5 separate regions of the Mus musculus genome follow, and regions 2, 3, 4 and 5 are each linked to region 1. Evidence: chromatin contacts called from public Hi-C and promoter capture Hi-C data. All regions are on one chromosome and are shown on one strand. Each heading gives the region's core, a stretch centred on a gene start, on an enhancer-like site or on the middle of the called end of the contact. The rest is flanking DNA. Distances are from core to core; before and after follow the strand shown.

Region 1 (5,097 bases), core at 333-2,832:
GGGGAAGACTTGTTATACACCTAGTGGTGGGTGGATTTCACAGGCTGCAGCCTCCACACAGCTTTTCTTTGCTGCACTGCAGAGGCGCCATCTTCTCCGTCTTAATCTTCACCCTATTCAATCCTTTTATCTGCACCCCTTTTTTTTTTTTTTTAAAAAAAAAAGGAACCCTGAGGACCCTCCCCAGCATCCTGTGTCCCCCCCAGGGTGACTAAGCTAGAGTTCCCAAATCTGCCCCATAGGAGGCCGCACCTTAATCAGACAAACGCCTCCTTTGATGCCCTGGAGCCTCAGCCTCCCCACCACCAGGCACTGCCCTTCCCAGACGCACGCCTCACTCCCGGCTCGCTCTCTCTCTCTCTCTCTCTCTCTCTCTCTCTCTCTCTCTCTCTCTCTCTCTCTCTCTCTCTCTCAGGACTTTGCAGTCCCTCACAGGATTGCCAGTAGGTGGTGGTGATGCGGGGGTGGGAGACCGCGGGGCCCTAGCAGCACCTCTAGGCCCTCGGGGGCAGACGCGCAGCTCGGGGAAAGGAACGGCGGTGGCGCACCAACTACCAGGGCTCCGCCACCGCGCCCTGGACGGCGAGGGCGGGGTGTCGCGGCTTTTGTTCCCGGGGACCTTCTCAGACTCAGGGAGAAACTGGAGGTGCACTGAAGAGTCCTGGACGTCCAGGTTGAGGGACGGTGCCGGGTGGCCGCACTTTCCGATCCCTCCCATCACTTGGAACTTACACAAAAGGGAGACACGAAAATGCACAAAGTTTGCAAAAGGAAGGCGGCGGTGCGCGACCCCGCACCGACTCGGGAGAGGGTCGCTGCGCAGGCAGCCGCCGCCCGCGGCCGCCAGGAGCAAAGCCCAGCTTCGCAGTCAAGACAGGCGGGGGTGGGAAGGGAGTGTGAGCCAGGCGCTCCCCAGCATCCAGAGCTGCCCCCATTCCAACCCAGGACCCCAAGGAAGGGGAAGGGCGGCGATTTCCTCGCAGGGCACTGAATCCTGAGACGCTACGCTTTCGGTTTTCCACACGTGTCCCTTCCCCCTCGAACTGGGTGTCTCTCGCATCCCGGAGTCCAGCTCTCAACGCAGGGAGGAGTCAGGGTCTGCGTTCAGGCTCGTCCCCTCGCCTTCCAGCCCTAGGCTGGCACGGATATGGGGACCCCAGCGCCCTAACCCATTCCCTCTTCATCGCTCGGGCAGCGCGTCCCCGGGCAGGGTTGGGCCAGAGCCGCCGAAGCGCAGGGCGCCCGCAGGCGGGGGCGGCGAGGAGCGGTCTACCCGTGACAGCCCCCCACGTCTCGAGATTCAAGCTCCTCGGTGGGGAGGATCGCGTCCTCCCGGCGCCCGCCTCCCCAGTCTCGTTCCCAAGGCGCGGCACCCACCTCCAGAGCCCGAACCGTCCAGGCGGCCAGCAGGAGCAGTGCCAAGCTGGGCAGCATCGTGATCCTGCGTGGGCCACCGAGTGCTCCGTGTGCGAGTGGAAGATCCGCCGCGCCCTGGCTGTGTCCGCGCCGCCGCCGCCGTCTCCGGTGGCCCCGCGCTCGCTCTGCTCCCGGTGCTCTCGCCTCCCGCCGCCGAGGAAACTGACAGAGCTGGAGCGAGGCGGCGGGGCTCGCAGCCGGCAGAGTCAGCTGATCCCGCCCACCCGGCTCGCCACCCGACAGAGACCCCTAGCGGAGCCTCGGGGAGCTGCGCCCGAGCGCAGCGGGAGGCGACCCAGAGCCCACAGGTGCGGCGTCTTGGGCTAAGGGGAGCCGCGCTCCCGATGGGGTCTGGGAACCAAGTTGGGGAGTGATCTGGGTCAGGGAGAGGACCCCGCAATCGGGAGAAGGTGAACCGTAGGACGTTAAGGTTCCAGGGAAGTCGGGAGCGCTCTCGGCTCGTCCCCGCGCGAGCTTGAGTCACCCGACCCCGCAGGCCTCTCCCAAATGTGGTTGAGGAGCTAAGGCTGCGATGCGTGCATTTTTATCCGCAGTTCGTTCTCTCTATTTGGAGAGGTGGAGCGAGGCCGAGAACATTAGCAAAAGAAACAGGATTTTTTTTTTTTCTATTTTCTTTTTCTTTTGGTAGGAGGTCACCCTTCACGCCACTGCAATCTGGAATTTTTGTCTTTAGAATGTACCAGAGAAGGGCACAGGATGCAGAATGACCCATTTTTCTCCGTGTTTGGAGATGGGAAGTGGGTTTTTAAATGTATTATCATTGCATATTTGCTTGACGTGGATAATTTCAGAGAAGGGGACCGGCATCTGGGATTGAAGGAGGCAGGGAGGTAAAAATCTAAGATGGGGAAGAGATCAAAGTTAGGCCAGAAAAGATACCGAGTGATGGCTCTTTTTCCTCCACCTCCATCACCCAGGACTTCTTCCTGGAACTCTGCTCTCGATTTTTTTTTTTTTTTTTTTTTTTGGATCTGCCCTTATCCAGTGAAATGAACCTCCGTAAAACCATTTTCTCCTAGATTAAACACAAACTTCCCAGTGTTAAAATTACATTAGACCCATCCAGACATGCTCCCACTACCACCACCCTCCCGACCTAATGTGGCTTCAGACGCCAAGCTTTTGGCTCTCCCTAGGCTAGTGGAAGGAGATGAAGGTAATACCAAATGCATTCCTGGCTTCTGAGGCCACAGCCTTTTCCTTTACCTGATGTGTTTGCTGCTTAATTTTTTAATAACTTGACATGAGCTCTGGTCATCTGGGAAGGGGGAACCTAAATTGAGAGACATGCCTCCATTAGACTGACATGCAGGCAAACCTGTGGGGCATATTCTTTCTTATTAGTTGATGTGGGAGACCAGCCCTGAGCAGGTGGTCCTGGCTTGTGTAAGGAAGCAGGCTGAAGAAGCCAGGAGGGAAAAAAACAACAAGCAGTTTCTGCCACTGCCCAGTTCCTGCTTCAGGTTCCTGCCCTGTGTTCCTGCTCTGAGTTCCCTTCGCGTTAGACTGTGATCAGAACGCGTGAGGCTAATAAGCCCTGTCCTCGAGTTGCTTAGGATCGTGATTTTTTTATAACTCTGCAATAGAAAGCAACCTAGAAGGCCCGCTCTTTCTTTCCCACAGCAAGGAATCCAATCCCCTGTAAGTGTGGTGGGAGGATAGGTCTCCACCTCTTCCTTTCTGAGAAGTCAGCACTCATCTATCAACATGCCTACATACCACCTGCCCAACTCTACAGATACCTTTTTGTATTTGTCCTGAATGTCTGTCCTCTGAAGGTCCTCAACAAATAACAACAAATATTTGCTAAGTAACGTTTGCTTTGATTACATATGGCATTCATTTCCTACAGAAGCCAAGGAAAGGATAGGGAGGTAGCTCAGTCAATAAAGTACTTACTATCTAAACACGAGGACCTGAGTTCCACCCCTGGAAGCCACATAAAAATGTCAGCCATGCTAGCACCTGCTTAGGAGGGAGAGAGAGACAGACAGACTCTTGGGTAAGGTAAGCCAGGAAAGAGATCCTATCTCCAAAAAAAAAAAAAAAAAAGTGGAAAGCTTCAGCATCCAGAGCATCACCTAAGGATGACTTACAACAAGCATGCACATGCGCGCGCACACACACACATAGGCATGTACATACATGCACACATACACATATACACATACACACACAGACATACACACATATATACATACAGACATACAGACAAGCATACTCTTACACATACACACACATATCTATACTTCAAACACACTACATTTACACACACAGACATATACATACATACATACATACACATATATACATATATTTACTGACATACATACAAACAGACATACACACAGACAGACATACACACAGACACACTTACTCTTACATACATACACATATATACATATATTTACCGACATACATACAAACAGACATACACACAGACAGACATACACACAGACACACTTACTCTTACACACACACACATATACACAGATACACATATCTGTACTTCAGACACACGTACACTTAAACACACACACATACACAGACATACACACACATACACCTATAACACACACACACATATGCACACTTCAGACACACATATACTTACAGATACATACACATGCACACACAGACACACATACTCTTACAGACATACACATATATACACAGACATATACATAGGCACACGTATACTTACAGACACACACATAACAGAACACACACACATACACACAAATCCAAGGAAGTCATTACTACTACCCCCAACCCCCATTCACAGGCCAGGAAAACAGTCTTAGAGCTTAACTACAGCTTAACCATAGGGGGACTGGTTATTTCATACCTTGAATATCACACTCCTTCCCCAATACACTTACCTATCATCATGATCTCCTGTCTGTAGGAACAAGGAAGGAACCTGAACACCCAGGAGAACAGATCCAGTTCCAGATCTCGAAAGATCTTACGGGAAATGAAAGCTCGAGACCTTTTGTCCAAGATTAAACGTTTATAGATCGTGACAGTGGGGCATTATATTGAGCGTTTCTGAACATAGAGCAGAGTGAGCCCCCCCCCCCCCACCCAATATGTGCCAGGGGAAAGAGGCAGGAATTATTTTTAAAAAGAGGAGGGTAAGTGTCTTCTTTTGAGTAGGCCTATTTAAAAAACCCAGTGATAAATGATAACCCACAGAAACAGAAATCCTTAGCATGAGCAGTCTCACTTCACACGGCTGAAGTTCATCCCATTCACATTCCTGAGCAGGGCGTGCTCAGAGGAAACGGTCAACTTGGCATTGTGCCAGAAAGAGCTTTCCTGTTTTCTATTTAAAATTTCCTAAAAGTTTGTTTTTCTTTTATTCCATTCCTGCTCTTTTCCCTCTCTCCCTCTCTCCTCTCTCCTCTCTCCTCTCTCCTCTCTCCTCTCTCCCTCTCTCCCTCCCCACCCCCCTCTGTGTGCCCACAAGTGTGAGTGTGCTCACTAAGGTCACAAAAGGGAGTCGTATTCCCAAGAGTTAGGATTGTAGACTGTTGTGAGCTGCCTTAGGAACCCTTTAGGTCTTCTATAAGAGCAGGAAGTGCTCTTAACCAATTAGAGAGTGTATGTACTGTGTGCGAGAGAGCACAAGCAAGCACAGTCTATGGCTCATATGGG
Region 2 (5,503 bases), core at 1,165-3,664, 260 kb after region 1:
CATGGCACCATGGGTGTGGGCTTTAAGACCCTCATCCTAATTGCCTGGAAGACAGTATTCTAATAGCAGTCTTCAGATGAAGATGTAGAAGTCTCAACTACTCCTGCACCATGCCTGCCTGGATGTTGCCATGTTCCAACCTTGATGATAATGGACTCTGAACCTGTAAGCAAGCTCCAATTAAGTTGTCCTTATAAGAGTTGCTTTAGTCATGGTGTCTGTTCACAGCAGTAAAACCCTAAGAGAGAAGTTGGTACCAGTGACTGGGGTATTGCTGTGATAGGCCTGATTATACTTTTGTTTGGAAGAAGAATGTGGATTTGGGGACTTTGGATTTGGAAAGCAGTGGAATGTTTTAAATGGGGCTTAATGGGCTATCCTAGTAGGAATATGGAAGACTTTGTTTCTCAGAGTATGAACTATGCAGACCTGGTCCAAGAAGTTTCAGAGAATTTTAGAATGTAGCATAGAGATTGATTGTGTGGTATTTTGGTGAAGAATGTGGCTGATTTTTGCCCTTGTCTAAAGAGTCTACTTGAGACGAAGGTAAAGAGATTTTTATTCATTGCATTGACAAAGGAAGTCTCAAAAAAACCCAGCAGAAACTTTGTTTTCTGGTTAAGTCTGATGAAGAGCATTTTGAACAAGCATGACAAGCTTAGAAAGGAAAAGTATAAAATATATGGTTTGAGTTTTAAAGGGACACTAGAAAGTGAAATGGAGCTGAATCCTGTGTTCTAGGAGATAACAGATTAAGAAAATGGGATTTCAGGGCAAGATCCTACCCAGCTAAATTTAGATCCAGGCATGGTAGTACACACCTTTAATTCCAGCAGATAAAGCCAAGCATATCTCGGAATACAAGGCCAGCCTGGGACAAAGCAAGTTCTAGGTGAAGAAAGCTTAAATCCAGGCATGGTGGTACATACCTTTAATCCCAGGAGACAGGCATGCAGATCTCTGAGTTCAAGGTCAATCAACAGAGCAATATCCAGGACAGTCAAGCTTAGGTCATGAAGGAGTTGGAAAACAGAAAGCTAGTGATAATGTAACAGAACAAGAAGGGCATATCCCAGTTCCTCCAAACAGCAGAACTTAGCAATTTTGGCCATGTGGCTCTGGTTTAGAGTGAAAAATAGAAGGGACACTATTGATGCTGGTTGGCTAGAGTTAAGAAACTAATGGGGATTAAGAAGAGATCAGCGTCATTAAGGTGAACCATGGGAAGTGTTTTCCGAGAGCACAAAGAAGTAGTGTTCTAGAGATAGCCAAGCAGAGATATCTCCTGCTGCAGCTGTGCTTGGTAACAAATAAGAGTCACCCAGGTGGTACTGGTTTTGAAGACATAAAGGGGTCATGAAGAGCAGCTGAGGCTTGGCACTCTGAGAGGCCATGGAAGGTCATTGGTGGAGATGCACCCTCATTTGTAGTTGATGGCCCAGGACTAGAGGGGTCATGTAAAGGATTTGAGGCTTGGCACCATGAAGAGAGCCTATGAGAGCCTATTGGTGAAGCCTAGATGCAGCAGAAGACCCCAGTGTACTGGAAATGCTCACCAAGAACAGCAGTGGTAGAAGTTTGTTGCAGTCAAGAAAGATGAAAAAGGAGTTGGAGATCTGAATACTGCTTTGATATCAGACATGGAGATGCAGAGTTTGGAGTTTGTCCAGCTGGTTTCCTGTCATGCTTTGGGAATTACAGATAAGTGATCAGATAAATATCAGAAGAGACCTTGAACTTTGGGCTTTTAACATTGTTGGGACTGCTATAGACTATGGGAACTTTGGAAATTGGACTAAATGTACTTCTTTTATTGTCTATGGCTAGGTATGGCCCCCATATGTGTTTGGACATATGAAGAGTAGAATGTGATGGTTTGTATATGCTTGGTTGTATATGAGTGGCACTATTAGAAGGTGTGGCCCTGTTCAAGTAGGTGTGGCCTTTTGGGGGTAGGTGTGTCAGTGTGGGTGTAGGCTTTAAGACCCTTATCCTAGTTGCCTGCAAGCCAGTATTCTGCTAGCAGCCTAATGGAGATGTAGAACTCTCAGCTCCTCCTGTACCATGCCTGCCTGAATGCTGCCATGTTCCCACCTTGATGATAATGGACTGAACCTCTGAACCTGTAAGCCAGCCCCAATTAAAGGTTTTCTTTATAAGAGTTGCCTTGGTCATGGTGTCTGTTCACAGCAGTAAAATCCTAACTAAGACAGTGCCTCAATACAATTTCATATATATATATATATATATATATATATATATATATATATATATATATATATATAAATTATTATTATTATCATTTACATCATCTCCACCTTGTGCAACCCCAAAGAAACTCATTGCCCTAGCCCATTCGCAGCTGAGTGCTTTGAGCAGACTGCCTGCTAGTGCTTGGTGTGGTTTGGCAGGTGCTTTCCTGTTCTGCAAGCTATCCCTCCCCTAAAAAGACTGAGTTCTTTATCACCAAATACATGACAAAGCATATCTGGTTAGAGGTTCATTTTTTAGAAGGCCTTGTTTTGAAAATCAGTGGGAAAATATCTGGAGAGAAATCTCTACAGAAGCTAACAGTGTCAAAACAGCTCCAGCTAAGAGGATGACAAAAGCTTTGTCACAGTGGCGTCCTCAGAGCAGACAGTGCCTGGAGTCAGTCAGTCCTCATGACCCCTCACTGGCTCATTGACAAACAGCTCATGCTCACTGCAGATTCAGACACTGACAAACGTGCTCCCGAGCTGGGAGATGTCAGGCTGTGTTCTTATTTGGAAGATTATTAAGCACTTGAATTCTGAAAACTCTGTTTTGTTCAAATTGGGAAAAAAAACCCCTCTACTCCTGTTTCTGCCATTTATTACACATTGTTTTTCAAATATCTGAAACCCCTCCAAATAAAAATAATCATTTAAAGTACATAAAAAAATACTTAGGTAAGAAATGCCATGATCTACTGGTTTTTAATTAAAAATGCCAATGAATGTTTTCTCTAGAATATTGTTTTTCAAAAGAAGTAATAAATGCATTTCCTCCAATAGACATTAGAGAGAGAGGGAGAGAGAGAGAGAGAGAGAGAGAGAGAAAGTAAAATATAAGTACACCATTTTTCCCATCTCTTTCCTCCCTCTAACTTCCTTCCATGTACCCCATTGTTCCTTGTAACATTCATGGCCTCTTTTTCTTCAATAACTATTGTTACATGTATAAGTATATAATTACAGCACATTCAGTTTAGTTAATTTTACTTGCATGTATATGACTTTAGGGCTGACCGATTGGAATTGGAAAACCAATTAGGTGGCTCTTCCTTGGAGAATACTGTTTCTTCTGCCCCCAGCATTCCTTAGTTGCTTGTGGTAATATGGTTAAGGGTGGGACCCCATGATATTAGCACCTACCATGGTAGTATGGTCTTGTATTTAGTCACATTTTTTTATCATTGGATATTTTCTCTATTTACATTTCAAATGCTATCCTGAAAGTTCCCTATACACCCTCCCCTCCGCCCTGCTCCCCTACGCACCCACTCCCACTTCTTGGCCCTGGTGTTCCCCTGTACTGGGGCATATAAAGTTTGCAAGACCTAGGGGCCTCTCTTCCCAATGATGGCTGACTAGGTCATCTTCTGCTACATATGCAGCTAGAGACATGAGCTCTGGGTGTACTGGTTAGTTAATATTGTTGTTCCACCTATAGGGTTACAGACCCCTTCAGCTCCTTGGGTACTTTCTCTAGCTCCTCCATTGGGGGCCCTGTGTTCCATTCAATAGATGACTGTGAGCATCCACTTCTGTATTTGCCGTGCACTGGCATAGCCTCACACGAGACAGCTATGTCAGGGTCCTTTCAGCAAAATCTTACTGGCATATGCAATAGTGTCTGGGTTTGGTGACTGATTATGGGATGGACTCCCGGGTGGGGCAGTCTCTGGATGGTTCATCCTTTCGACTTAGCTCCAAACTTTGTCTCTGTAACTCCTTCCATGGGTATTTTGTTCCCTATTCTAAGGAGGAATGAAGTATCCACATGTTGGTCTTCCTTTTTCTTGATTTTCTTTAGGTAGCCATGTTATGGAGTTATCCTGAGTTTCACTTCCCTGCTGTATCTGAGGAACATAATCACATTCTCTGGCCCCTCTTCCACGATGTTCCCTGAGCTTAGATACAGGAGTTGAACCTTTTGGAGCTAAATGCACCCTAGCCAATTGTTTTCTGCATTTTTGGCCAGTTGTGGTTTTCTGTAATTTTCTCTGTGTATTGCAAATAAACACATCTTTGATGAGGGGTGAGAGTTACACTTATCTTTGGGTATAAGGAAACTACTTAGAATATGACAAGGAATTACGTTGGCTTATTACGGAGGTGGTACAAGAACCTCCTCTAAGATCTATGACTTTACTTATTCTGCAAGACCAAGTCGGCGTCCAGTGCATGATTTCCCTTTTGCTGCATTATGCTTTAGTCCATTTAGACAGCTGTTGGTTACTACCACAATATGAGTGCCACTGTTGCACCTTAGGGTTGTCTTATCATGCTGGCCATTGTTGTGGATCATAGGTATCACAGCTAGGGAGACCTACTGGTTACTTTCCTCCTTAGGGAGCTTACACAGCACCTGTACATGCTTGTCTTTTATATGTAGATGATGTAATTTATGCTAAAACCAAATCAATTTTCACCTTTTCTTTTCTGTTTTGTGCAATATGGATACCAGGTAGTTTTACACAACTCCATTGTGGTAGATGTAGACTGTTTTACAATACAGTTTATCGTAATCTGTAACTCTGTTGATTTCATATTACATTCAACATTGCAACTACAGTACTTATGAACACATCCCATAAGTTTATCCTGTTGTTTCTTGTAGTTCATAGAACCATAGAGGTGAAGAAGCACACTCTGCGCTTTTGCACTCTTCAGGCATAGCTGTCTTGTCCTTCTAAGAGATGCAGCCTGCGTCTGTCTTCTACTCCTTGTCTAGACACATATTTATTGACAGGAAATTGGTTTTCACAACATTAAGAAGACAGACCAAACTGAACTCTTGAATTGATTTAGTTTGACTGCACAGTTCTGCCACCGTGTTCCTTTAGGCAGTGATTACATCAGTGTTTTCCCAAGTGAAATTTCCTCAGTTGAACACACAATAGGAAGTTGTCAAGTGTGGAGAGAATTAACTTCTGTTTATTGGGCAGTCGAACGGCACCCATCTATCTTATAAGACAGCTTGGAAGTTGGGTAAGGGAGCTAACTTCTGATTGAGAGTCTCCTTTGGAGTTTCATGTCGAGAAGTGATGGGGTCGGGGGAACTGAATTATTTTTATCACATTCACTAACAAAGAAAAACCTTTACCTCACTTTCCAGCAATCCTTCTGATAGGGCTATTTTTGAAATCCCTTTCTCTATGGCTTTTTAGAAGCCAGAGCCCAAGCGAAGCACAGCTTGATCCTGAACTTGATGTGTGATGGTTTTTCAGAAACTGGGCCAAGAGTTATTCCTTGAAATA
Region 3 (5,577 bases), core at 1,079-3,578, 150 kb before region 1:
GTTATACTGGCAATGGGTGGGATCTAAAACTCATGGTTAAGAATAAAGAAACAGATCTGCCCCATTGGGACCAATTATACCCAGCCCCCTTATTATCATCTTCATTGTTTCTGTGTGCATCTTTGTCCCGTAACTGCATTCTCTCTGCAGCTGATGTGGCCCTTTCAATTGTCACCTCCTTCACCTTGGGATCACACTGCCTTTTAAAAGAGGCATTTAAAAATTAATTTCTGGAAAGATGAGGGATACGCAGTAAGGAAACGGATTAGATGACGTCCACAATGAGAGCACAGAAGACAAGAACTCACGGCAAAGCAGAATGCACACATTCTGAGATAGGAACAAAGGCATGGCCTATTCCTGCCTCCCAGCATAGTTCCTGGCTCAATGTAGCTGCTAATAATTTACTGTTAATTAAACTGATGCGTGACTCAGAGCCAAGTATAATTTCAGCAGTGTTTCTGGCCTGTAAACTATCCTTTGTATCTTATTCATGCAAGTGAATATCTCTCAGATGAGAAAAACAGTCTCCCAATGTTCATAGACCACACTGAAATTCCAAACCCACTTGGTGTATTTACTCAGTATCCCCATCCATTTAAGAAGGTGTTTGAAGTGGTCAATCGTCCCAGAAAATACCTAACAGAGTCCAGATATATCCAATTTTTCTCTTAATGAGGCTCATTTCACTAATTCCAAAAGATATCTATCCATTGTCTTTATAACATGTTGATACCAGGCTGGTGTCCACAAAATGGAAGGAAACCATGACCTGTCCCTGTTTAAATAGTATAAAAACCCTTTCTGAAACATTAAATTGCATGCTAATGGCTTCTGAAACCTTGAACTTTAGCTCTGCAGGAAAAAAAGTAACTTTCTCCTGTTTTTATAAGGCCACAGATTTTTGCAGTCTTAATCTTAGAGTACAAAAAGTATTCAGCATATGACATGAACTGTATGAAACAACTGTGTGGTGGTTTAAAGACACACTTGAGAGAGCTACACCTTGTGCTGTCTCCTACTGAGTTTGATTCCCGATTTTGCCATCAACCTTGTATACATATTCTCAATGTCACAGGAGAAGAAATCCAGAAGGAGACCCCAGGAACATGAACGCAAACAAAAATAAACCAAGGAAACAAATCAAAACCGATTGGGGAAACTTACATTGCAAATTTTAGAAAATAAGGTTTTCTTTTGCAGTTAAGTTTAGTGATTGAGTGAAAAAATTTAAAGCCTGATATAAAATGTATCTATAATCTTTTTCTTTAGAAAACTATCTAGGTAGGTCAAACACAAATTCCACTGAGTAGAGAAAATGGCAATAGATTATTCTTGGAGGCTTCTTTCTGTTCAGATAATAATGATGTGTTACATGGAAAGGTTTTGCATAATCTGTCTTTTGTGCAGGGTTCACACTGCTAGAGCAGACATGTCGCACATGCAAGGAGTTCCGATACGTCATCGCCCATTGGCTCCTCTTTAACTAAGAAGCAAACCTTCCCAACTGGACAGTCACCAAAGCCTCCATGTGTTCCATACCACCTCGCAGACCCCTTGGGAAGGAAGACATCTTTGTACTCTCTACAGTCCTGTCTCAACCTTCAGTGAATCCTTCTGGTTTTGAATTATGGCCAGTCAACGCTAGAAACACGCTAGTTGCTGTTTCAACAATGTTGAAAATTTAACCCCGATTTGCAGACTGGGGAGGAAGAATTCCTTTGTTAAGTAACTTGTCCCTAGTTACAGATTAAATGGCTATCTTGGCCATTAAACACAGGTCTTTATATAACACCAGAACCTTTGGAAAACAGACTGATTGCAGTCCTCTCCCACAAACCAGCGACCTTTGTCAATGACATTCGGTTTAGACTGAGATTTAGCCCTTGCCCACAGCTCTGCGATGAAGCCCATGCCTTCAGCTAAATGTTAGCTGTACAGACACTGGGGACAGAGCTAACCCCCTCCAACCCCACAGCACTGAAAGGCCAGGTCTGATATGGACTTCTGCATCTTTAAGCCTTGTTTTGTCAAACCAAACAGACCGAAGCTCTCCGGGGATAAACAGGCTTAATAACACAACCCAGAAGGCAGAGCCTACAGAGTAAGCATGAATTAGTCAACAAAAGATGTTTTAAAGCAACACAGACCCCGGGAAAGGTTTGCCAAGAGGTCTGGCCATCCAACAAATGCCACCTGTGACATATTCTTGACTTTTTTCAGGGTGACTTACAACAATCTGTTTTAATTTTGCATATTCGCATTTGAGATCCTCTGCTCTTTCTTCAAACGCTCTCTAATGAAGCAACAATCCAAGGTTGAATGAACCTAGGCTGCTTAAACTACATTCCCTCCTTTCCAACGCCTACACTGTTGTGAAACAACGGAAAGTTCTTTTCTGTTTTTTTTTTCTTTTTAATTAAAAACACTTATATAATAAAACTAAAGTAAGACTTCTTAGAATCCAGTTATAACTGATGAGTTTGTATGGAACAGACTATGTACAAAACCCTAACCTTCTACAATGCTAAAAATTATTTTACCATCACTAATACTTCTCCCATTAACTTGATTATCACAATCATCCAAAAAAATACCCTGAACAAACGTAACCTCTTATAGCTTCTTAGTAAGTCTCCTTAGCCTACCACTGTTATCACAAAAACGACGAAAATGGCCTAAATTTCTCAATTATGTTTCCCTCAGACCCCTCATCCACACCACTAATCATTCTCACAGCTTGGTTACTACCACTAATATTAATAGTCAGCCAAAATCATTTAAAAAAAGAAAAAAGTTACATATCAGAAACTTTATATTTCCATACTAGTTAGCTTACAAATTCTCCTTATCATAACTTTCTCTGCAACTGAACTGATTATATTTTATATTTTATTTCAAGTCACTCTTATTCTGACACTTATTATTATTACTCGATGAGAATGCATGTTAAATTTAAACAAGCAAATGTACCCCTGGAAATGGTTTTAAGAGTGGTGTGTGTGTGTGTGTGTGAGAGAGAGAGAGAGAGAGAGAGAGAGAGAGAGAGAGAGAGAGAGAGAGCGAGAGAGAGAGAGAGAGAAAGAGAGAGAGAGAAAGAGAAAGAGAGAGAGGCCATCTTACCAACTCCCTGCTCTCTAGGGCAAACTCTGGTAACAATCACTTTTCATTTGTGTGCAATAAAATGTTTTTAAGTATCTAAACACTTGTAATTTCATAGTAATTTTTTCACTTTCAAAGATAAAAGAAAAAAGCAGATATTAGCACCCCAGGAATGGTCCACAGAGCATCCCAGCACTGCAGGTGCGGACAGCTGCCCGTGAAGACGTGCCCAGAAGGAAGTGCCGGAGGGCAGCTCCTCTCTGGAGGGAACATGTTAAGGAATACATTTTGAGAAACAGGAAAGCTTCCAAGCTTATTCCTTAATTTTCTGTTTGAATTAATTAAAACTAGGACACATATGCCCCTGGTCACGTATTTCTCACTGGTCTTGAGGAAGATCTGTCTATGAAGCTTGGCAAACATTTAGAATAAGATTAAACTGTTTTAAAAGAGAAAAAAACCTTTTGACTTTTAATTTTGTGTTCAAATAGTCAGCGCACATTTAAGTCATATTTCTCATCACCTGTTATGGCTCTGTGGTTGTTATAAGCAGCATATCCAAACACAGTTTGTAGATCGAATTACAAGATTTAATGAAAACTCTTGATTTATATCTTTTTAGAGATTTGCACAAAGGCAATCGGGAAGAGAGAGTTTTCTAACACCTTTCAAAAATACAGAGCTATCTGCAGTGGCTGAGTCCAAATTTAAATAACTCAAGGTCGGTAACTTTATGCACAGGAGTCAGTGCCCCAAGACTCAGGCCTGCGGCTTAAAAATCTACCTAGCAGCTCTTGCCTGGACAAATGACCCCCACAACTCTCCTCACCAAAGCATGCTCTCTAAAGAAAGAGTAACCCAGAACCTTGTCATCTGCAAAGAGATATAAGCAGGATTTCACTAAGTACTGCCTGGGAAAGACAGAGATTGCTCACAGAAAACAAAATGCTAATATAGACATCTTATTGTCAGAAGCTGTTTGTTCAGGGAGGAAGTGTGACCCAGAGAAGAGACACTGCAGCAGGCAACTGACTCTCAGCTTTCTCTGTCCATGACTACTGGTATCACCCTGAACCAGCCACCCCATCCTCCGAGATCACAGTGATGTCATCAGTACAAAAGAACCAGTGTCCTCTCGATACCCGGAGGAATGCCAGGAGCTCCTTAACTGAGAAAGGACTATCAGTGTGGTGAGGGAAATCAGCACAAGTGGGTGGGTGGAGTTTGGGTTCCCTTACATAATGTGGACAAATCTCCACTTCTGGTCAAGATCTGCTAAGAAGACCAAAATTTCACCCTCCTGCCAGAGAAAAGGAATAGATGGACTACATAACAGGAACAGTTTCTGCAGAGTACGGACCATGGACCAGAGAGGAAGAGGAGATACACAAGGTGAGGTCCTACAACTGTCAGCAACCATGGTCCCTGAGCTTCCCTGACTGTACAAGGTAGGGCTCTCAGGCAGTGGACCCCAAGAAGGAAAGAGCATTGGAAACCCAGGTGGCTAGACTTTACAGGACAGGTGCTCTATAAGAGATCTGCAGGTTATCCTACTAACTGACTGTAGCTGAGGACTATTCAGTGCCTGCTGGTATAAGAAACAGAGGCTAGAGGTAAAAGGTACCCAGAAGATTAGAGGTAATAGTGCCTGAAGTCCCACAGACACATGACTGCCTGGTTCTTGTCAATCCAATTTGAAACTCAGAGTTCATGGTAGACTATTAAGGATCCTGATTTGAAAATGGAAATAACAAGTTACAAGAAGAGTCACTCCACCTAACATATCTAAAAAGAGCAAAATGCGAAAGGGTGAAGCTGCTTCTAGGAAAACTAGCTAGATTTCAAATCAAAGTCTGAATATATTCATAGTTATACAAAAGTACCTAGCACCAACAACATTTCATAGTTTATGATAGCCAATAAAAATTTATGCACGAAAATATCAAACATAATCTTAAGTATGAGATGAAGGGATGGTCATAAGAGACTAAGGACAGATGGAATTCCATCGTTTTACATGGATAAAATAGCTACTGTGAAAAGAGAAAAACCTCTAGCACAGCCAGATCAAACAAAAGATTATCTGTAGAGGTGATAAGAATGGTCTGTTGAAAACAGCAAACATCATTAAAGTAGTAAAAGAAAATCACTTCGACTGATAATTCTATACCCAGCAAAAATATCTTTTAAAACCAATGGTAAAGTTAAGGTGTTTTTCAGGCATAAATAAATCACTAGCTTATACACATTGTAACCCAAAGAATTCAAACTTCATTTCATCTGCACTTGAAAACATAAAGGATGCCCAAGAAGAAAAATGATACATGGTAAATGTGAACAGAGAATATGACTATGAAAACTCATGACTATATTAGGCAAAAAAGTATAATAGTTCCTCATTAGATAAAAAAGATTTTAAAAAATGATGGCTTAAAGAAAAATAAGAATGCAGCATGGAAATCAGTATAAAGGTAA
Region 4 (4,862 bases), core at 1,540-4,039, 210 kb after region 1:
CCCAAGAGCTTTGGATCCTAAAAGATTGCAAATAAGTCCAAGATGTTGGATATGGAGCTATTTATTTGTTGAATCTTGGTTTTCCTTTGATCTAATCATAACTGTGCCTTGGTTCTTCTCTTGTGGAATTAGAAAACTGCGTAGCTTATTGTGAACTTTACAGGGACCAACAGTTAAGAGACTTTGGGGAACTTGGACTTTTAAACTGTTGAAAAATTTAAATACTTTGGGATTCTAAAGTTCTACTATGTTGTATACTATGTTTTATTAACACGGTATCTTGATGATAAATAAAAAAGGAAAGACTTGTAGTTTAATAGTGATGTGTTTGTTTGTAAAGTTGTCTACTGGTCAGTTGGTGTGTTGGTGTTTCTTGTTTGTTTTGTTTTAGTTTTTTGTCAATTTGATACACGATAGTGTCATTTCACAAGATGGAACTGCACCTGAGAAAGTGTCCTCATTGGGTTGGTGTACATGTGCATTTGTGGGTCATTTTCTTGATATGGGAGGCTCCAGCCTACTGAGGGTGATGCCACTCCCTGGCAGATGGTATTGAATTATATAAAATAATAGCTAAGAAAGCCAAAAGGAGCAATCCAGTAAGCAGCATTCCTTCATGCCTCACTTCACTTCCTGACTCCAGGTTTCTGTCTTTGAGTTCCTGCCCTGACTTCTCTTTAGCTGTAAGCTGAAACAAACCTTCTCCTGCCCATGTTGGTTTGGGCCAATGTGTTTTCTCACTACAGTAACAAGAAGACCATAACAATGCTATGTCACTGATAGCCCAACTTCCTCCCACTGGGATTCATTTGTTGAGGTTCCAGTATCTCCCAATAAGACTAGGGACATCAGTCTAAGCTGTTAACAAAACTGCTACTGTGGGACACTAATCTAAAACTTAGCATTGACATGCCAAGAGTCGGGGGGGGGGGGGAAGCAAACATTTGCACTCTTCTCCATGCTTCACACAGCCGTTGGATTTAATTTTCATAATACAAATGTAAGTACATATGGTAGATCCAATGTTACGCTATGGAAATTTATCCTCAGACACCTGGGTGCCTTGTCCAAACCCACATCATTAATGGAACCAACTTAAGACATCGAATTCAGAAGCCAGGCTTAGAACTGAGTTTCCATTGTCGCTTCGCTTTACCTGACTGTGCCAATCTCCTGGGAGAATGCAATACAGTAAGCAGATATTCTATGCATGCATGTCCTGTTTCCTCTTGGGTCTACATCACAATGTGCTCTAAGTCGGAGGTGGTTTTAAATATTTCTCTGATCTCCCACAGCCTCAGCTAGTATAATTCTGAGCACACAAGAGGCTCTCAATAAAGAACTGTGGATTGAAACATAAGCATTTCTCGGGACAAAAAAAAAGGAGTGCATTTTCTTTCACATTTATTTATTGTATGAGTGTGTATGGGTGTAGCAGAGTGCATGTATGAGGCCAATGAAGTATTTTTGAGAGGCAGTTCTTCTTCCACTACAAAGCCCCGGGAAGTGAACTTAAATTGTCAAGCTTCACAGCAAACACCTTTCTCCACTGGGCCCTCATGCTGTCCTGGGAAAAGTTTATTTTTAAAACAGAAGAATTTTTTCCATTTTCTTTTCATGATTGAAGATGCAGAAGCTGTTGTTAATTCTTCCTGGTTCTTGGAATCAACTGGGTTTTTTTTTTTCCCTTCGTGCTCAGCAATTTTTCTTTCTTTACTATGAATCTGTATTGAAAAAGATCAGAGAGTTCAAACTCCATCTACGTTTGTCTTGCATATCTAGGAAGAGCAGATAAGGCATGTGGGAGCTGGCATGTTGTGCAGCCCAGATCTCACTTGGGAGGGAGGATTTGTTGTCCCTGCTGTTGGGATGCAGTTGTTGTCCATCCTCAGCTGTCAGCCCCTTCAGGATCCTCCTGAGCTATGGTGAATTCCAATCAGTGGACATGTCCGATCCTGGTCATTTTGGCTGTGCTCACATCTGCTCTGCAGGGACAGTCTTACTTCAGAGATCCCCAGGAGCTAACTGACTCTTCTGTTTAACCAGTGTCTTCTTGTTTCTTTCCATTCCATCTCTTGTGCTGAACCCCATGCCCGTCTGCTAACTCAACACTCTCCGTAGAACTCTGTCCTAGATCTGGCATTTAAGAAATGTGACAGGAGTGACTGGTGAGAGTCAGGAGGAAAGAAGGGTTTGCTGCTCTGTGTGAAAAAGCCAAGTGCTCTATGGATCACCAAGAGTGTATGTATTCATAAGCAAGTGTGCTTTCCATGCGGAGTGTTTGAATGTGTCTTGTGGCTTTGCTCAACATCCTTCATGCCTTACCACATTTGGGTTAATAAATGCCTAGCAGCATAGGGGACAGAGGGCTCCTTGGATGCTCAGAGCTTTTTAACCAAAGTTCAGCCCCTGAATAGCTTCCCACATCTTCTCTCCTTAAAACCATTTAAACAATTGACTTGTTTTTCAATGTTTCTGTAATGTTGATCATTTCTGACAGATTGGATGGAGCAGTGTGCATGATTTTAGATTCTAATTTTCTCCTAATGTTGCTTTTGATTTTTCTCAGAAAGAGATATTTCCTTTAATTCTCACCCAAGTTCATGCCTGGTTGAAGGGATTTTAGGTAGCTCCTCGGGTAACTCTGGCCATCTTCCCCGGAGCTAAAGACATTGGCCTTCTTTTAATTAGGACTTTTGGGGCTTTGGTGTTTACAGTGTCTGGCAAGCAAGGGGTTGTGCTGTTCTAACTATCTTGTCATTTAGATAAATTTCAGGGCACTCCTTGGCTCCAGGCTTCTCTCTGGAGTTCCCCCAACAGGCCTAATTTGATATATTGCCTCAACAAATCCCATCAGCCCAGCTGGATTTGGAGCTGAGGGTGAGGATGGTTTATAGAAGTAATAACAACAGAAATGTCCTCTCTGAGACAGGCGAATAATTTCCTCTCTGCTCCAGTCCAATACGATTTCCCTTAATCTTTTTAATGCTTGGGAAGTGGCGGCTTCCTCTGTCCTTAAAGCCACTTTTCTTCCCTGAAGGTTAATGTATTGAAAGAGAGAAGGGCCATTGTTTCTGGTCCTCTGGGCAAACACCCTTTTTTTCTTGAGCGTCATTTGTCAATTTACTCACATGGTTTGGATTCAAAGAAATGAGTCATAGTCACTGGTTTTCCAGAGTAAGTAAGGCCCCCCCACCCCCCCATTGGAAAAAGAATACAGAACCAAGCTGGTTACCCATGCGTGATCTTTCTGCCTTTCAGGGCTATTGATGATCAAGACTTTGCTTGGTATGATGCAGTCTCTTTATGGATTCAAGCCTTGGTCTCTTGCTGCCTCCTTCAGCCAGGTCCCTGATTTATTCTTTCCTCCTATTTTCCTGCAGATTCTTCTTAGCACAGTTCTTTCTCTACCCACCAAGAACAAGAGTCCCCATCCTCAATATTTCAGACTCCTTTGCAGTCACTGGGCATCTTTCTCTCTGAGGACTGTCCCATGTACAGGAAGGGCATGTCAGAAATGAATCTGCCGAGACTTCAGCGAAACCCTTCAAGGTTTCGTTAGCATCTCTGTTTGCATATTTTATGAAAAATTTTTTCCTTTTAAAATGGTTTCTGCATCTCTGCATTTAATATCCGGGAAGCACATCCTTGTTCACTCTTGTCTAATCAGCCTCGATCTTTCTCCTGTCTTCTCCGATGAGGAGGTGTTGGGCTCTGATGGGAGGTGATGGGAGAAGAAAGAACAGGGCACCTTCAAACTTCATTCCCTCTGCCCGAGACTGCCATTACAGTTTGCCATGTTTGGTGAACTGACAATGAACAGTAATTTCTGGCAGTAATCACCCACAGGTCACATGGATAGTAAGGACATAAACTTTAGGACATAAATTTTTGCCAGTTATAATTTAGCATGCCATCTTAACTTTCACTGAATTGTGCAGCTTCATTCACAAAAGTAGATATGTGTGCTGTCGAGATTCAGGAATTAGTTAATTACACGTTTCTTTGTCTGCACTAGAGATGAAAACTAGAACCTTGCAGTAGAGATTGAATCTCGAACCTTGTGCGTGCTGAGCAAGTACTCTGACATTGAGCTTCATCCCTACTTTCCTTTATTCTTTTTATTTCTAGATGGGCTCTCAAGACGTTTCCCAGACTTGAACTCACTCTGTAGTTCAAGCATGCCTTGAATCTACACTCCTTCTAAATAGCTAAGGTAATTGGGTGTGGCTAATACTGGGTCTTTTTCCAGCTCTGTAGACCTATTTCTGTGGCCACTGGCTTCTTGGGGCTTCAGTTTACATATGGATGAGATGAACATGTTTTTTACCATGCCTATGGTTCCATTCCAAGTTTTGCATTCTCTATGTCAGTTTTGATGATCAATTATTTCTATTGGTGTTGTTTTCTGAGACAGAGACTTACAGTAGAACTCAGATGAGTTCCTGATTTACTATGTAGACCACAGTGACCTTGATTCTTCTGTATGTGTGAGTTCTGGGCTTATAGATATGCATTACCATGTTACAAAAATTGCTAATCTTGCATCATTTTAAAAATCACATTTGAGAGCTAGAGACCTGGCTCACTGGTTAAGGGCATGAACTGCTCTTACAAAGGACTAAGTTTCCATTCCCAGCAGCCCTACTGGATCATCATAAACAACTTCTAGGAGGATCCAGTGCCTGAGGTCTCCACAATACCTGTGTGCTCTTGCATGTGTGAACAGACAGGCAGGCAGACAGACAGACAGACAGACACACACACACTCTTTCCTTCCTTCCTTCCTTCCTTCCTTCCTTCCTTCCTTCCTTCCTTCCTTCCTTCCTTCCTTCCTTCCTTCCTTCCTTCTTTCCTTCCTT
Region 5 (5,167 bases), core at 373-2,872, 170 kb before region 1:
TTCATCAACTGCCTCGGTGAGAACAGAGCCTTGTCTTGGCTGATGATCTGCGGTCTCTAAGCAAATTCTAAATTATTCTAAGTTATTTGAGTAAGAAAGACTGTGCCCCGAATCTTTAACAGTCCCAGAGTATTGTAGGTATTTAACAAACAATTCACTGATGCTGAATATCCTTGCTTAGTTCTTGGATCTTCTTGTTACTCACAGTGGCAAATGATAGCGGTGTATGTACATGGATAGACATTTTTTTTAAAGACAGTGTTTCATGCCTAGCTGTACTAAGTAGCCAAGGTCTTAGATTTGTCTGTCTTCATCACCTGTGTGCTGAGATTGCAGGTATTACACCATCATACCACGTTTTGTGCAATGTGGGAGGAGGAAACCTAGGCTTCATACAGGCTATGAAGCACTCTCCTATGTAAGTAAGTAAGTCACACCCAGCCTTCCTACATCTTATTTTTTGAAAGTCATATAAAAGTATAATAATGTGTATATATGTGCATATATATGTATATATACATATGCATTATATACATGTGTGTATATATATATGCATATATATAATGTAAAATGTATATACCTAAATCATCAAAGATTATTTTCAGATAATAATAATGTCTGAAAACTGTCACTCATCTACCTCAGTGGCAACACTAAACTTTCTTTGTATTAGGCAACAGATATTTACTATTAGAAAACTACACTTAAAACTATACTAGCAACTACTACATTTCACAAATAGAAACTCTGGAGAACTGTTTATTGGTATCTTTGACAACTTCTAGCAATAAGCACTTCATTTGGCTAGAGTTCCTAGGGAAGTTTTATTGTAACAAAGAAAGATGACACAATGATTCATTTTCATGCCACAGGATGCCTATATCACAGGACAAGTATGTGTAGCAACCTTCCTTTATAGAGAAGATATTGGCTATCATCTGAGAACTCTCAGTTGCTTCCTAAGACTCAGTAATTATGAAATGAAGGTTGCTATATTTAAAGCTAACAATTAACTTTGAATTTTAAATCACAGACTTTCATTAGGAAACATGTATGGGGCCCGAGAGAAGCTTCGGTGGTCCTGAGTACTCAGTGATCTTGAAGAGGACCAGAGCTCAGTTCTCAACATACATTTGGCAGTTCACAACCCTCCATCACCTCAGTTCCAAAGGATTCGGCACTCTTCTGGCCTCCTCAGGCATCAGGCATACATGTGATAGACACACACACACACACACACATAGGCAAACAGTCACACACATTAAAAAAACAAACCAAACAAAGAGGCCTCCACACCCACTATTTCAGAATGTGAAACTTGGTTTGCTTTCACTGTTTCCTAAATAAAAACATTATAGAATGCAAGTAAGCATGATCCTATCAACGTGCTACACTCTCGTTTACACTCTTAACTTTGCACTACTGTACTTGGAAGCTCCTTCTTAATGAGGCAAGGCTGCAAGAGGAACCCAGGCACCTGCAAAACTTCCGCTTATGGTTACAACCTCGGAAAGAGGAGACACAGCTGGTGTGCCAGGGCTAGAAGGGCTCAGGCTAGTGTTTGTACCAGAATGAAATTCTACCCAGCTTGCTTCCCTTGTTTAGGCCAAAGATGTGTCTGGTTTCACAACTGGCCTACTTACGCAGCCGTACAGAGTTCAGTGTAATAGGGGACATTGCAGACTTAGGGACACAGCCTTGTCTCAGGACGGGAAGACACATCTAAATGCTACACAGACCAAAAGCAAAGGCAGAGATAGGGTAATTTCATAGAGGCCAGGTGCTTTTTTTCAAGCAAAAGATGTAGCTAACACCTTTATGAACAAATGCCAGTCAGCAACAACGAGTTCAGTGCACCAAATGGCTAGTAAATTCTTTGTCTTTGCTAATACATCATCTATCAGCAGTGGCTGAAATGAACTGGACTCTACCCACTAACAAAGGCATTGCAAATACTACTTGTTTATTTGTTTGCTTGTTTTTAATCCCTTGTCTTTTGGAGATAGGATTTCCTGGTAGAGTCAAGGCCAGCCATGAACTCAAGTTGCTCCTCTTTCAGTCTCCCAAGTGATAAGGTTTTTGGTGTATACTAACATACCCTGAATGAATAGTGTCTTGACACATATCAAAATACTGTTTCTCTGGACAGCGCTCATAATAGAATAGGTTAATTGGTTGTGTTGGCATTTCGTCTAGGCCCCACCCCACAGTTCCCTGGTAATGGCCATGTGTGCCTGATTCACTATGAAAGGGACTGCTTGTCCCCTCCTCACTTTCTTCTCTTCTCCTCTTGCTCTTGTTCCCTTACCCTCTTACCCCTCTCTCCCCATTCCTCTTGCCCCTCTCCCCCCACCTCTCCATGTGCTCATGGCCTGCCTTCCCTCCACTCCCCTCCCCTCCGCTCCCCTCCCCTCCCCTCTCCTCCCTCCCCCATTTCTCTGCCTTTCTCTGTCTCAACTCCCCTCCCCATGCCCTAAATAAACTCTATTCTTTTTTTTTAATTAGGTATTTTCTTCATTTACATTTCCAATGCTATCCCAAAAGTCCCCCATACCCTCCCCCCTCCCATTTCTTGGCCCTGGCGTTCCCCTGTACTGAGGCACATAAAGTTATTCTATACTATACCTTTCTGTGGCTGGTACCTCAGGGGGAAGGGATGCCTCAGCATGGGCCCACAGAGCCACCCCCTTCCACAGACACCATACTGTGCCTCCACCAAACTCTCTCTCTCTCTCTCTTTCTCTCTCTCTCTCTCTCTCTCTCTCTCTCTCTCTCTCTTTCTCTCTCTCTCATAAAACACAACAGGTTGACCCATGAATTAAGAATATTAAGTCTTGTGTGTGTGTATGTGTGTGTGTGTGTGTGTGTGTGTGTGTGTGTGAGTGCACTCACGTGTGTTCTTGTGTGTGCATGGCTGTGATGGCCAGAAGAGGGCATTAGATCGCCTGGAGCTGGTGTTACAGAAGCTGTAAGCAGTCCAACATGGGTGCTGGGAACCTCTCCTGGGACCTCTCTAAGAGCATTATGTGCTGAGCCATCCCTCCAGCCCTGTTGACACACCCTCCCTGTTTATGATTTCCTAGCTAACAGTGTCTGCACAAGACACACTACCTAAGAGCTATTAATAAAGAATAATGAGGCTTCCTCAGTGACTACATTGCAGAATTTGTTTCTGAGAGGAACAGCAAGAGGCAAATTACATTCGTTCCCAACTCTGACTCACATGCAAACAAGCTCATCTCATCTCCAGTTAATCCTTGTGGAAGCACACTTCAAAATTAATTTGGCTTCATTTCCATATTCTGGGTGGCAAATATCTCTACATTTTTTTTCCCTTTTAAAAAAAGAACCTTGAAGGCAGCTGCTTGTGAAAAATAGAGTAACCAGCCCTTGTTACCGTCCAAAATCATTGGTTTTTCCCAAGACTGTAGAAAAGAAAAGGAATCAGGACACATCTGTTGCAGTGTTTCGTGCCAGGAAACCATCTTGCCACCGCTGTGGTCTGCTTTCACACCCTACTCAGTTTTTGCTAGGGCTTCTCTTTAGGTTTTGTTTCAAACTACAGCACATAAGAGTTGGGGAGCTGGGAAAATGACTCCCCGCATCTTCATGAGAATCAGCAGCTTGGGGTGGGAGATGCTGCCTCAAGCCTCACCCATCTGGTAGAGATGCTCCTTACTGCAAAGTAAGTGACTGTGTGAAAACGGACAGAAGCTACTGAGGTAGTAGAGACAGCACATCTTGACAAGAGGACTACCAAACCTTTGGAATTTTACTAAAATAATAGCGTGAAAGCCAAAAGCGTGAATTCCACTAATTTTAAGAACTTGCCTTGTCACAGTGGGCCTCAGCTAGAATCCTCTCACGGCCTGCTGTAGCATCCTGTTGTTTAATTAATCCTTATTTAAAACTTTATAACAGGAGTCTGGGGAGATGGTTCAGTGCACAAGGCTTTCTGGAAGTGTGAATGGAGTTTGAATTCCCAGGATCTAAGTACCAGCGGGGTGGAGAGGGCAGCCCTACAGCAACAACTGTAAATGGAGTAGAATGGAGGGGAAAAGTTGGTCAGCATCAGCTGCCAGCCTCCACATGTGTACCCAACATGTGTGTATAAATGCATGTACTCACGTGTGGGCCACTGTGCCTCAAACACATTCACATACACTGAAAATAGGGGAAATGTGATAACAGCAATAATTCCCAAACTGATCTATATAGAGAGCCATTATAATCTAATTATGAATAGTATTGTCAGCTTGATAGGGCCTAGAATGACCTAGGAGATAAACTTTGGATAAGTTTATAAGGAAGTTTCTAGATTGAGTTAACTGGGATGGTAAGGCTCACCTTACATGTGGGTGAGAGCAGTTCTTCCAGGGCTGGAATATTCACAGGAATGGAAAGGCCAATGCAAGGTGGGCACCAGCGATTGTCTGACACTGCTTCCTAACTAACTGGGGATAGCAGTGAGGCCAGCTGCCTTGTGCTCCCACTACCTTGGGAACTTTCCAGCCATCATGAATGCATACATATGAATTGAAGTAAACCCCTTGTACTGGCTAGTTTTCTGTCAACTTGACACAGGCTGGAGTTATCACAGAGAAAGGAGCTTTCAGTTGGGGAAATGCCTCCACGAGATCCAGCTACAAGGCATTTTCTCAATGAGTGATCAAGGGGGAAAGGCCCCTTGTGGGTGGTACCATCCCTGGGCTGGTAGTCTTGGTTCTATAAGAGAGCAGGCTGAGCAAGCCAGGGGAAGCAAGCCAGTAAGTAACATCCCTCCATGGCCTCTGCATCAGCTCCTGCTTCCTGACCTGCTTGAGTTCCAGTCCTGACTTCCTTGGTGATGAACAGCAGTATGGAAGTGTAAGCTGAATAAACCCTTTCCTCCCCAACTTGCTTCTTGGTCATGATGTTTGTGCAGGAATAGAAACCCTGACTAAGACAAATTGGTACCAGCACAGTGGCATACTCCTGTAAAAACCTGACCATGTTTTGGGAGGACTGTGGAAGGATTTTGGAACTTTGGGCTAGAAGATCCATCCATTCATTGTTAAGAGCTCTGTCAGATGTTGTGTAGGAGCTTGGAAGATAATGTGGAGTACAGTGCAGAAGATGGAGGCCTGGCTTGTGAAATTCCAGAGGGAAGATTAAAGAGTCTTTTCAG

Evidence for each region. Promoter capture Hi-C pulls out the DNA fragments that hold promoters and counts their contacts. Hi-C and Micro-C count contacts between places; a contact is called where the count stands out from the background.
Region 2: a Hi-C map of cortical glia shows a contact between it and region 1, with 2.9 times the contacts expected there. The contact joins the enhancer-like site here to the promoter of App in region 1. A contact is called at or near these places in 6 of 39 promoter capture datasets (the 3T3-L1 cell line, 3T3-L1-derived adipocytes, hippocampal neurons and 1 more), 16 of 484 Hi-C or Micro-C datasets (the AtT-20 cell line, the C2C12 cell line, the HL-1 cell line and 12 more), 7 of 115 datasets of contacts at active chromatin or transcription factors (bone marrow-derived macrophages, cardiomyocytes, embryonic stem cells and 3 more) and 2 of 9 other capture datasets (adipose tissue and pancreatic islet).
Region 3: a contact with region 1 is called in a promoter capture Hi-C map of liver. The contact joins the enhancer-like site here to the promoter of App in region 1. A contact is called at or near these places in 8 of 39 promoter capture datasets (the 3T3-L1 cell line, cranial neural crest, liver and 5 more), 8 of 484 Hi-C or Micro-C datasets (bone marrow-derived macrophages, brain, cerebral cortex and 4 more), 15 of 115 datasets of contacts at active chromatin or transcription factors (bone marrow-derived macrophages, craniofacial prominence, embryonic forebrain and 11 more) and 3 of 9 other capture datasets (adipose tissue, liver and pancreatic islet).
Region 4: a contact with region 1 is called in a Hi-C map of the N1E-115 cell line, with 16 times the contacts expected there. The contact joins the enhancer-like site here to the promoter of App in region 1. A contact is called at or near these places in 1 of 39 promoter capture datasets (liver), 4 of 484 Hi-C or Micro-C datasets (the AML12 cell line, the N1E-115 cell line, cerebral cortex and 1 more) and 5 of 115 datasets of contacts at active chromatin or transcription factors (embryonic hindbrain, embryonic midbrain, embryonic stem cells and 2 more).
Region 5: a contact with region 1 is called in a promoter capture Hi-C map of liver. The contact joins the enhancer-like site here to the promoter of App in region 1. A contact is called at or near these places in 12 of 39 promoter capture datasets (the C10 cell line, the SN4741 cell line, cranial neural crest and 8 more), 1 of 15 datasets of contacts at CTCF or cohesin (CD8 T cells), 11 of 484 Hi-C or Micro-C datasets (CD4 T cells, bone marrow-derived macrophages, cerebral cortex and 6 more), 20 of 115 datasets of contacts at active chromatin or transcription factors (the NIH/3T3 cell line, bone marrow-derived macrophages, a colorectal cancer cell line and 15 more) and 3 of 9 other capture datasets (adipose tissue, liver and pancreatic islet).

The regions. Positions count from the first base shown.
Region 1 is chr16:85,172,125-85,177,221 of GRCm38.p6, forward strand. It overlaps App (amyloid beta (A4) precursor protein), which reads right to left and starts at 1,583. Exons shown (of 18, transcript NM_001198823.1): 1 at 1,378-1,583. The coding sequence starts at 1,434.
Region 2 is chr16:85,426,712-85,432,214 of GRCm38.p6, forward strand. No RefSeq gene overlaps it. Among named protein-coding and RNA genes, the nearest start is that of Gm41483, 110 kb to the left of the region's middle. Within about 2 kb of position 2,415, at least 14 of the 459 cell types and tissues checked have an H3K27ac peak or open chromatin away from gene starts, as enhancers often do. A contact at or near this core is called in cortical glia, where this site is marked.
Region 3 is chr16:85,019,078-85,024,654 of GRCm38.p6, forward strand. The region is part of intron 11 of App (amyloid beta (A4) precursor protein); the gene reads right to left. Among named protein-coding and RNA genes, the nearest start is that of Gm10791, 50 kb to the left of the region's middle. Within about 2 kb of position 2,329, at least 12 of the 459 cell types and tissues checked have an H3K27ac peak or open chromatin away from gene starts, as enhancers often do. A contact at or near this core is called in liver, where this site is marked.
Region 4 is chr16:85,384,197-85,389,058 of GRCm38.p6, forward strand. No RefSeq gene overlaps it. Among named protein-coding and RNA genes, the nearest start is that of Gm41483, 63 kb to the left of the region's middle. Within about 2 kb of position 2,790, at least 2 of the 459 cell types and tissues checked have an H3K27ac peak or open chromatin away from gene starts, as enhancers often do. A contact at or near this core is called in the N1E-115 cell line, where this site is marked.
Region 5 is chr16:84,998,924-85,004,090 of GRCm38.p6, forward strand. The region is part of intron 13 of App (amyloid beta (A4) precursor protein); the gene reads right to left. Among named protein-coding and RNA genes, the nearest start is that of Gm10791, 29 kb to the left of the region's middle. Within about 2 kb of position 1,623, at least 29 of the 459 cell types and tissues checked have an H3K27ac peak or open chromatin away from gene starts, as enhancers often do. A contact at or near this core is called in adipose tissue, liver, microglia and 1 more, where this site is marked.